Linked DNA regions of Zea mays: regions 1 and 2 are each linked to region 3. A link is a contact called in public Hi-C data. All regions are on one chromosome and are shown on one strand. The core of a region is the stretch at or near the end of the contact, and the rest is flanking DNA. Distances in the headings are between cores, read along the strand shown.

Region 1 (3,171 bases), core at 21-2,520, 150 kb before region 3:
GAACACCTTTTGACCGAGTACCAACCAAATCCATCAAATAACATCGAAAAAAGCATTTATTTCGCAAGGAGAAACCTCAAAAGCTTCCACCTTTAAGCCAAAACTTACTTCGTAGGCGTTCCCCGACTCAGGCGTAGCTTTCCTCTCTTTCGATTTCTTCAGTCTTCATTCAGAGCCCCAAAGGAGAAGAGAAAAGCAGCCCCAGCAACACCAGGCAGTGGCAAGTCAAAAACATCACACCGAAAGGGAGGGGGATTCCTAGCACGGATAGATAGGCTAAGCTAGCGCGGCAAAGGCGCAAAGCAAGACCCCCAACGCTTGGTTTGCTTGCTCGATACACTTGAGCGAGCTCAAGCTATGCGCCCGAAGCTTCCGATTCCAACACATCCAGCAGCGACGGAAAGCTCAATTTGGGTGACAGCTACCTCGACGCGGCGGCGGGAACTGATTCTGGTAGAGAGGACCTCGATTCGGATGGTGGGGATCTCGATTTTGGCCGCACGGCGTTTGCGCCGCCAGCTCCCTCGAGTCCGAGGCAACAGCGACGGGCTCTCGAGGTGAGAAGCGTCGGACAGGACGGCGAACCAGGCACGTGACTCAGTCCACACGGCGCTGCTGACTTCGATTCGTGGGCACCGGAGCTCGTGGAGGTCGCAGCCATCGATCCCACCGATGTTGCAGAGCTCCGGCCGGGTAAAATCCTTGCCGGGGCGGCGGGTAGCCTCGGATCTGACTCTGGTCTTTGGTGTAGGGAGCTAAAAAAATAACGAAAAATGAGATCGCTTCCCGGGGACCTGCTTCCTCTCGCAAATCAGCCGCGAGGAAGCAGCAGCCCGACGGGATCCACTGACCGAATCACGCTAGTACCCCGCGCTAGGCTGCATAGATGCGGTTCCAACACGGCAAAAGAACTGGAAGAGGAGCTCGAAAAAACAGCAAAAATCGAGGGCAGGCGCAGGGAGCAAGCAATGCGAGAATCGTACCTCTAGCTGCTGCTGGTAGACGGCTGAGGGCTCAGGCCAATTAACGGGGGGAAATTCGATGCTTTTTTCTCTGGCCTGGGGCCTCTCCTTATCTGAGGAAGAAGTGGGGGGAAGGGGACGAGCTGCTGTGGCTTTCACCTTCAGCTTGCTCGCTGCTCTTTTCTTATGTGTCAGTTTTTTTTCTTTCTTTTTTTTTCCCTTCCCTCTTGGCTTCTTCGGGTTTATTAATTAAATTTTCTTGGAAGGTTATGCGCTACTGTGTACTGTTTCCTGCTGTCACGGGGTGGCAAGAGTGGGTTTTGTGGACCAGTCCTGATTTCAAGAACTGTGGTGCTTACGCTTTTTTTTTTTTTTTTGAAATTCTTGTCATCTGTTCGTCTGGGTTAATTTGCCGGTTTAAATTCAGAAATGTTAAAGGTCGGATAAACTAAAAGAAAAATCTGAAAAGAGAGCGTTGTCACAAGTGACGAAGAAATTAATTATAACTAAGTACTATATAAAACCAAAAAATGATTGTATAGTGCTGGTTGCTTTCACTGTTCGGGATAACATGAAAGCGTCAACGTGGCAACCTTTTGATTGTGTTGGACTTTGGACGCTTGGTGATTGCCACTTTTAGTTACTTGGTTCCTCACCAAGATTGGTCCATACGTTCTAGGTCCCGTGCTAATATTACCCCTTCAATTATTTTACGTGTTTACCTTTTTTACAGCTAAATACAATATCGGAGTGGTATGTTTAGCCTTTTTATCTTTACGATATTTGTCCTTAGGGACAAGGTACCGTAAAGTATAAATAAAGAGTTATTAGATAGGTGGGGTTATAGACGAGAGGTGAATATGTATATGTACACGGACCTGAACAAGTAATGTGCGATACTGCTACCATTATTGATGCACATAAAGGCGAAGAAGATTATAAGGTTAGAAATCAACTAGCATTATGATCTCCTAGCTCTCCCTTTTCATTGGTTTAGGTGGGAGTTATAGGTCCCTAAATCACTTTTATGATTGTCCTTAGATGTTATGAGCAAGGATCTTTCCTATGCAGGCGTAATTTCTATTTGGGAGCGTGTAATTTCTCTATCCGGAAGCGCGAAAGAATCCTCTAAATGTTTCTCTTCTCTCCTGTTTATATAGAAGGGAGGAGAGTTTACATGTTGTCGGATGATAGTCTGGACCAGCCGAGACCCAATAACCCCGATTTTATCTCGGGAATGGAGTCATATGCAAAACTACGCCTTCGGTCATGGCACAGTTCGAGGATGTCTTTCTTCAGTGATTATCATACCAACTACAGAGGCAAATATGTTATGTCACTTTCACGGACGTCAGGACACATTCCTTCGAACACAACATAGTTGGTATCTGGTGTAGCAATTTATACTTGATAATACTTCATGGTACACTAACATGCGCACGCGTGGCTACAGTGTTAACACGCGTACCGAATAGTGGCCTCGAGTATCCTATTGCATTGTTACCTAAGGTATGGCGACAATGTACCTATAAGACTATAACTATCACATATCACACATTTAATGCGTTGTAGGGGAGGCTTATCCGAAATGCCAGTGTTATGGACCTGTTAGCATATCATAAATGTGGTGTCCTGTTTTCAAGGTCATAATGCTATTAGTGGGACCATCCATAGCCTTTTGTCTTGTACACAACTTTATATTTAGCCATCGCAAGCCCCTTGAACACATAGGAGGCCTTGGGCCCTATGAGACTCAAGGCCCAACTTCTTATGAGCTCGAGGGACTTAAGGACCCAAGGGCCTAAGTAGAACCCCGGACAACTAAGTGTCTCTACCATTATGATTGCACCAAGACACGGGGGGGCACTTGAATCTATGTGAGTACCCTAGGGGCATGGGAGGCACAATGACTTAGGCCATTCTAGTTAAGGCCATTAGGGGCATCAAGGCTTAAACATCCTTGCAGACTAGTCCCATAAATTTGGGGTACCCTAAACTTAGAGGTGCCCTAGGGTTGCGAGGGCCCAAGGCCCCTTAGTTGTTCTTAACGGGATATGGTGGTTTGAATGGCATTCCTTTAGAGTGCCCTAATATCACATTGCTTGGAAGGTTAAGCCTTTGCCTTGGTTGGAGCTAGGACAGGTTCTTAGGGCACGAGGCCCTAGGAGCAGTGGTCTCTATAGCCTAGGCACAGTAACCTTCTATAATG
Region 2 (3,069 bases), core at 393-2,892, 180 kb after region 3:
CCTGTATGATGGAAGTTGCTGCTAACATTAGTTTTAGGACTTCACTTCAGAGTTGGATAAAACTAGCAGTAATCATGGGATGGAGTATTTGTTTCCCAGTTGTTGGGTACTCAGCTTAAGAACAACACCCCCCCCCCCCCCACACACACACAAATAGTTCTCATCTGTCTTGGCAACTGAAAATCGGTGCTAACATTTATATCTCCATACAGTACAATCGTATCTTTATTTTTCTGAATTACTTGGTCTACATCCATTGTAAGTGTGGAGTTTGTCCTTAATGTGCCATCTGACCGCTCTCTCTAGTGCCTAGTTCTCCTACTTGTTTGAGAAATAAATGTGCGAGCTGACAGCTTAATTAATCTCGTGCCAGGTTATTGAGTACCGTGGCGAACAAGTTAGACGGTGTGTTGCTGACTTGAGGGAAGCACAGTACCATAGAGAAAAAAAGGATTGCTATGTGAGCTACCATTTATTGTGCTTACTTATATTGTTACTTCCTGTTACTGGTGCGAAAGTAGATACATATACACAATTTTCTGATTGCTATACTTTGCTCCAAGTTTTGAGCTTTCCAATACAAATCTAGAAGAATAGGATCTTGAAGTCTTGAATTTTGGTGAAAACTTAAGAGGTTGCAGAAGCAATTTGTTGTAGCAAGAAAGAGCATAACAAATGTATGACTGATACTGAACATTTTGCACCCACTCCCCTATTTCATTGACTCTTCATTCTGCTGCGCAGTTGTTCAAGATAAGCGAAGATGTTGTCATCGATGCTACCGACAAAGGAAACATAGCGCGCCTAATTAATCACTCGGTAAACCTTCTTACCTCAGTTTCAAGTCTTCTTGCCAAATACTACATCCGTTCTCAAATATCTAGTTCATTTTTGAACTAAAATACGACAAATAAAAAAACGGAGGGAGTACATAATAGCCTGGCATAACGACAACTGATTTATCGATTTGCCCTTCCAGTGTATGCCGAACTGCTATGCTAGGATCATGACCGTCAGCGATGACAGGAGCGAGATCATTCTGATTGCCAAGAGAGACGTCTCTGCCGGAGAAGAGCTGACGTAAAATCCCCAGCCCTGCCATTTTCTTCCGATATACAGACACAGCTTCTGCGTCTTCATTTACACGAGTCCCTGAACGACACCGTCTCATCTCACCTAATGCCCGCTTCCGAATGTGTAGGTACGACTACTTGTTTGACCCTGATGAGTCCGAAGACTGCAGGGTTCCATGCCTGTGCAAGGCTCCTAACTGCCGTGGGTACATGAACTAGAAGACTAACCAACCTCAGAAACAGGGACTAAAGACTAACGTGACCCCCCTTACAGTTACAGAGGCCAAAGGCTGGCCATTTTTCCCGGAATTCTTCCGTTGGCTTCTCGGTTTATATTTACTGGAAAGTTTATTAGTTCTCGTGGCTGCCCAAGTTTTGAACCATTTTGTTTAGATATTGCGATTGAGGGCAGCCACCCCATTGTATATTCTTTCATTGTTGTAATAAGATACCAGTATAATCAAGAATGCTGACTTTGAAATGGAAAGAAGAAAAAACTCAACTTGATGCCGTCGTCTGCCTGTGACATCAATGTATTAACCACTCGCTTTGGCCTGTCCATGTCTGGACTTCGAACCAGATGACCTGATCAAACCGTGGAACTGGCAGTAATCTTGCTCTTCAATCCATCTATCATCATTAACAACATCCGTGTTGAGCCGGCAGGCCGTGTGCCCGTCCGACGACCGGGTCCCGACAGGAGAGTTTAAGCAGGCAGGGCAGGGCCGCCGTGGACGCGGGACCGAAGCAGGGCCACCGCCGCTGCACCATGACGCGTCTGCTGCTGGCGTGCCTGGCTCTGCTGCTGGCGCGGGCGGCCGTGGCGCGGGAGTACGCGGCCGTCTTCAGCTTCGGCGACTCCCTGTCGGACACCGGCAACCTGTGCGTGGACGGCATCCCGGACTACTTGGCCACGGCGCACGCGCCGTACGGCATGACCTACTTCGGCTATCCCACGGGGCGCGTCTCCGACGGCCGCGTCGTCATCGACTTCATCGGTAGGCAACGCATGCGTCCGCTTTCCCGGTAGAGGTTGGCAACCCGCGCAGGAGCTGATGAACCGTCTGTCTGTCTGTCTGTCTGTGGTGCGCTCGCGTGAGCAGCGCAGGAGCTGGGGCTGCCGCTGCTGCCACCGTCCAAGGCGAAGAACGCGACGTTCCGCCGCGGCGCCAACTTCGCCATCACGGGCGCCACGGCGCTGGACATGGCCTTCTTCGAGGAGCACGGGCTGGCGCGCGCCGTGTGGAGCTCCGGCTCGCTCCACACCCAGATCGGGTGGTTCCGGGACATGAAGCCCAACATCTGCAGCTCCCCGCAAGGTTTTTCATCCACTTCCCTTCCCCGCCTCGCCGCCTCGCGTGTTTGACGCATGGTGTATGTTCCAGAGTGCCGTGAGCTGTTCCGGCGGTCGCTGTTCGTGGTGGGCGAGTTCGGGGGCAACGACTACGGGTCGACCATCTTCTCGTTCCGGCCGCTGGAGGAGGTGCACGCGCTGGTGCCGCATGTGGTGGACGTCATCGCGCGGGGCGTGGAGGAGCTGATCGCGGAGGGGGCCGCGGACCTGGTGGTGCCGGGGTTGCTCCCCACCGGCTGCTTCCCCATGTTCCTGTCCACCTTCGTCGGCAAGCCGGCCGCGGCGTACGGGCCCCGCAGCGGGTGCAACAGGGAGCTCAACACGCTGTCGTGGGTGCACAACGCGGCGCTGCAGCGCAAGGTGGAGGAGCTCCGCGCCAGGCACCCCGACGTGCGCATCGTCTACGCCGACTACTACACGCCCGCCATCCGGTTCGTCCTCCACGCTGAGGAGTACGGCATGCTGAGGCAGACGCCGCGGGCCTGCTGCGGGGCGCCGGGAGTGGGGGAGTACAACTTCAACCTGACGTCCAAGTGCGGCGAGCCGGGGGCGTACGCGTGCCAGGACCCCTCCAACCACTGGAGCTGGGACGGCGCCCACCTCACGGAGGCCGCCTACGGCCACATCGCCAAGGGCTGGCTC
Region 3 (3,132 bases), core at 572-3,071:
CATGACACTGTAAGGTAAATTTAATTGCTTATCTCACAACAACTGTCTAAACTCCAATGTTTAGTAAAAACCTGCAGCGCGAAATCCGCAAGCTAAAACAAAAAAAATGTTGAGTAATGGCAGCAAGTGATCGAGAAGGGTTGTCAAAACTAATCTAATAGTGCTTACAAGCAATCAGCTGTTCTTTGAGTGTTGATAGAAACCAACATACATTATATGTTACAACCAATAAACCAAAATCTTGTCACAAATTGTGGAGCAATATTTAAATTTTGACCATAACGTTGATCTGAATTAGAAAATGGTGTAGCAAAGCAATAGTCACCAATAAAAAGCTCATAGCATGAAGTGGAAAAGGATATCACAACTGAAAGAGAAAACGGTCCGCAGGACACTAGTTAAATGTGACTGGTATGCAGAACGCTGTTAAAAGACTTTGTTGACAGGGACTAACTAGTTTCCTACATTGAAAAATCCAAAGCCAAAATAAATAAATATTAATAATAAAACCAGTATCCTACAGACAAAAATACCAAAAGTAGAACTACTTTGGTCAGTTTTGGCAACCTAGCGGAAAGAGTAATTTACAAGGGAAGTGTAATATCATAAACCTTAGATAACTAAACTGATGTACCTAACTCAAAGCAATACACAGTTTTGGTACATGGCACTGGAGGGTAGCAACAGAAGATTAAAACCAAACTCGTTTTCTGTTTAGTTGAATCGTAATTGAAATGATACATTGTCCTGTGAGACAATGCTTTTGGGAACTGTTCTGAGCTTACTAAGACCTAATCTGGTGCCTGCAACAGTAATTTTGATAGCTTCCAGTTCAAGACTTGAAGTTTGAAGCAGGTCCACGTTTAGGCCTTTAGTCTGAAAAAGATCTACAGGCAGAGAAGTGTAGCTCTTAATGCTAAGTAAAAATATAAAGACACTTGGAACTGATGAGTTGTTTGTCATGTTCAGTATTTGCACTCTGCGCTACTGAGAAAACTTCTATCCACGTAAGTAAAAGATTGGAATGCCATAGCTTAATAACTTTCTTGTGATACAAAGATGTGAACAATTGATTGTACACACAAGACTACCGAAGCAAGAGCAAGGTAAAAAAAATCGCTCAGGTAGTCCATACTGGTTCCATACAATGTGTCACCTGAGACAACTCGATCAGTGCAATCCTGTGATTTGGACTTGTGACCACTAGCTCCATGCAAACGAACAATCACAAGAGCAGTAGCCTCTTCGCAGAGAACGATTCCGAAGACAGTGCGAAGGCCAATCCTAGGGCAAAATCTACTTGGGCATTTCATCGAGCACGCGGAAGACGCCGTGTGCCGCCAAGGCGCCAAGACATCGCAAGTCCGAAACCCGAGACTCATGGCTCCTTGACGCATTTCCCTCGAACACCATTGAACAATTAAAACACGCGCCTAGCCGGGAACAGGCGGCGGGGGGCCGGAGCGAAAGAGGGGCGAGTCGGGCGGACCTGGAAGTGGCGGCCGTCGAGCTTCCTGATGCCGTAGGCGAGGCTGACCTTGCCGAATGACTTGACGTCGGTGACGACCCCGTTGCGCTGGCATGCGCGGCGCGCCACCCGCGTCACCAGTTCCGCTAGGACCTCCCTGGTCACCGTCGTCTTCAGCAGCAGCATGCAGTCGTACAGCGGCATCTCGCTTCGCGTCGCCTTGTCGGGAAGGGGAGGAGGTTGGGTTGGGGGGGGGGGGGGGGGGGGGGGGGGACCGAAGCGTTCTCCCTCCTCCCGCTCTGCCGCCGCCGGCTGAGCTCGTGCCGTGCCTGTGTCCGACGATCCCGAACTGGTGGGGAAACGGACGGAGTGTTGCTTGGGGTTTTGCTTGCCTGTTGGGCCTTGGGGCGCCTAACTGGGCTGGGCATGTGGACCTGAAGAGACTGCGTAGGAAAACCGAGTTATACTGGGCCTGACGAGTAGGGTGTTTTTGGAAGCAAGGTATTTTTAGAAAATTAAGGTAAAAAATATTACGTTTTCTTTTTGCTAAGAGATGTTTGGCTAATCATAAAAAAACTCTGTTTAAATTATCATAGTTTAGTAGTTATCAATATATTTTTGGAGTATTTAAAACTTCACTCCAACCTAAAGAGCTTTTGTCTATGACTAGCCTGTAGCACATACACACTAAATATTATGGTTTGAGATACTTTGTCTCCAAACAAGTATTGTATGGAGTTATGTAAATAATACTATGTATGGTTGTGGCATGACATTTTAAAACTATAGTGCTAGAAAACCATGGTACTTTTCTTCCAAACACGACCGTACGTAGTAGTTTGAAACCGTGTTTTTTTTCTCAACAACAAAAAAAACACTTGTTTGAAACTGTGCACTATTTATATGATGATGGTAATTTAGCTCCAAGCTAAGCATGAGAAAAAGAGCTTGTTTGGACTGTAGCATCTCAGAAGTGTGACGCCAGTCAAATGGCAAGGCATTTTTCAAGCAGCAGAGTTATCTGGAGCAGACAAGTGTGGCTAGCTCTAGAGATGAACCAGCTGACAGAAACACTGCTAGAAACAAGGAATACACGCGTCGTCGTCGTCCACAGGCCGGTCAGAAGAAGGGAGGGAGGGAGGGAGAGAAGAATCGACGGGTGGTGTGCTAAGATCGGTCCCGACAAACACTAGACAACGCCGGGACGAGTGGCGCCCGCGGTGGCCACGCGCTCCGTGTCGCTGCGCCACGGCGCTACGGCCACCTTCGCCGCGTGGGTGGTTGCTAGCTAGCTTGTCGCCTTACTGTCGTCCCCGTCCACGTTCAGGTTCAGCCTCCTGGGTCTGGGTGGCCCCAGCCGTGCGCGGCCGCCATGCATGTACGGACTACGGAGAAGCAGGCAATCGAGCGCGGCAGGCAGGTAGCATCTGCGCGCGGCTAGGTGTCGCCGTCCGATACCCTTACTATACTTTGCACTGATGACTGATGGCACAGGCAGGGACGACGCCGGGCACACCGGCCGTACCGTGTCGCCGCTCGGCCGGGCGGGATCGGAGGTGAACGTACGTGCGCGCGAACGGACGGCGCGGCGGCTTATTGCCGGAGGGAGGGCCGGGTCGGGGCGGATGATATATATGACGCCGTACGTCATGCCCACGCCGACC

Evidence for each region. Hi-C and Micro-C count contacts between places; a contact is called where the count stands out from the background.
Region 1: a Hi-C map of leaf shows a contact between it and region 3, with 4 times the contacts expected there. The contact joins the promoter of LOC103649560 here to the promoter of LOC100276559 in region 3. A contact is called at or near these places in 2 of 25 Hi-C or Micro-C datasets (bundle sheath and leaf).
Region 2: a contact with region 3 is called in a Hi-C map of leaf, with 7 times the contacts expected there. The contact joins the promoter of LOC103649566 here to the promoter of LOC100276559 in region 3. A contact is called at or near these places in 2 of 25 Hi-C or Micro-C datasets (ear and leaf).

The regions. Positions count from the first base shown.
Region 1 is chr3:2,924,982-2,928,152 of Zm-B73-REFERENCE-NAM-5.0, forward strand. LOC103649560 (protein ETHYLENE-INSENSITIVE 2) reads right to left here and starts at 1,271. Exons shown (of 8, transcript XM_008675290.4): 1 at 984-1,271.
Region 2 is chr3:3,255,440-3,258,508 of Zm-B73-REFERENCE-NAM-5.0, forward strand. It overlaps LOC103649566, which reads left to right and starts at 1,643. Exons shown (of 3, transcript XM_008675302.3): 1 at 1,643-2,071; 2 at 2,177-2,392; 3 at 2,459-3,069. The coding sequence starts at 1,843. LOC103649567 reads left to right here. Exons shown (of 23, transcript XM_008675303.3): 20 at 374-460; 21 at 745-819; 22 at 980-1,080; 23 at 1,202-1,584. The coding sequence ends at 1,292.
Region 3 is chr3:3,076,695-3,079,826 of Zm-B73-REFERENCE-NAM-5.0, forward strand. It overlaps LOC100276559, which reads right to left and starts at 1,822. Exons shown (of 2, transcript NM_001374064.1): 1 at 1,490-1,822. The coding sequence starts at 1,672.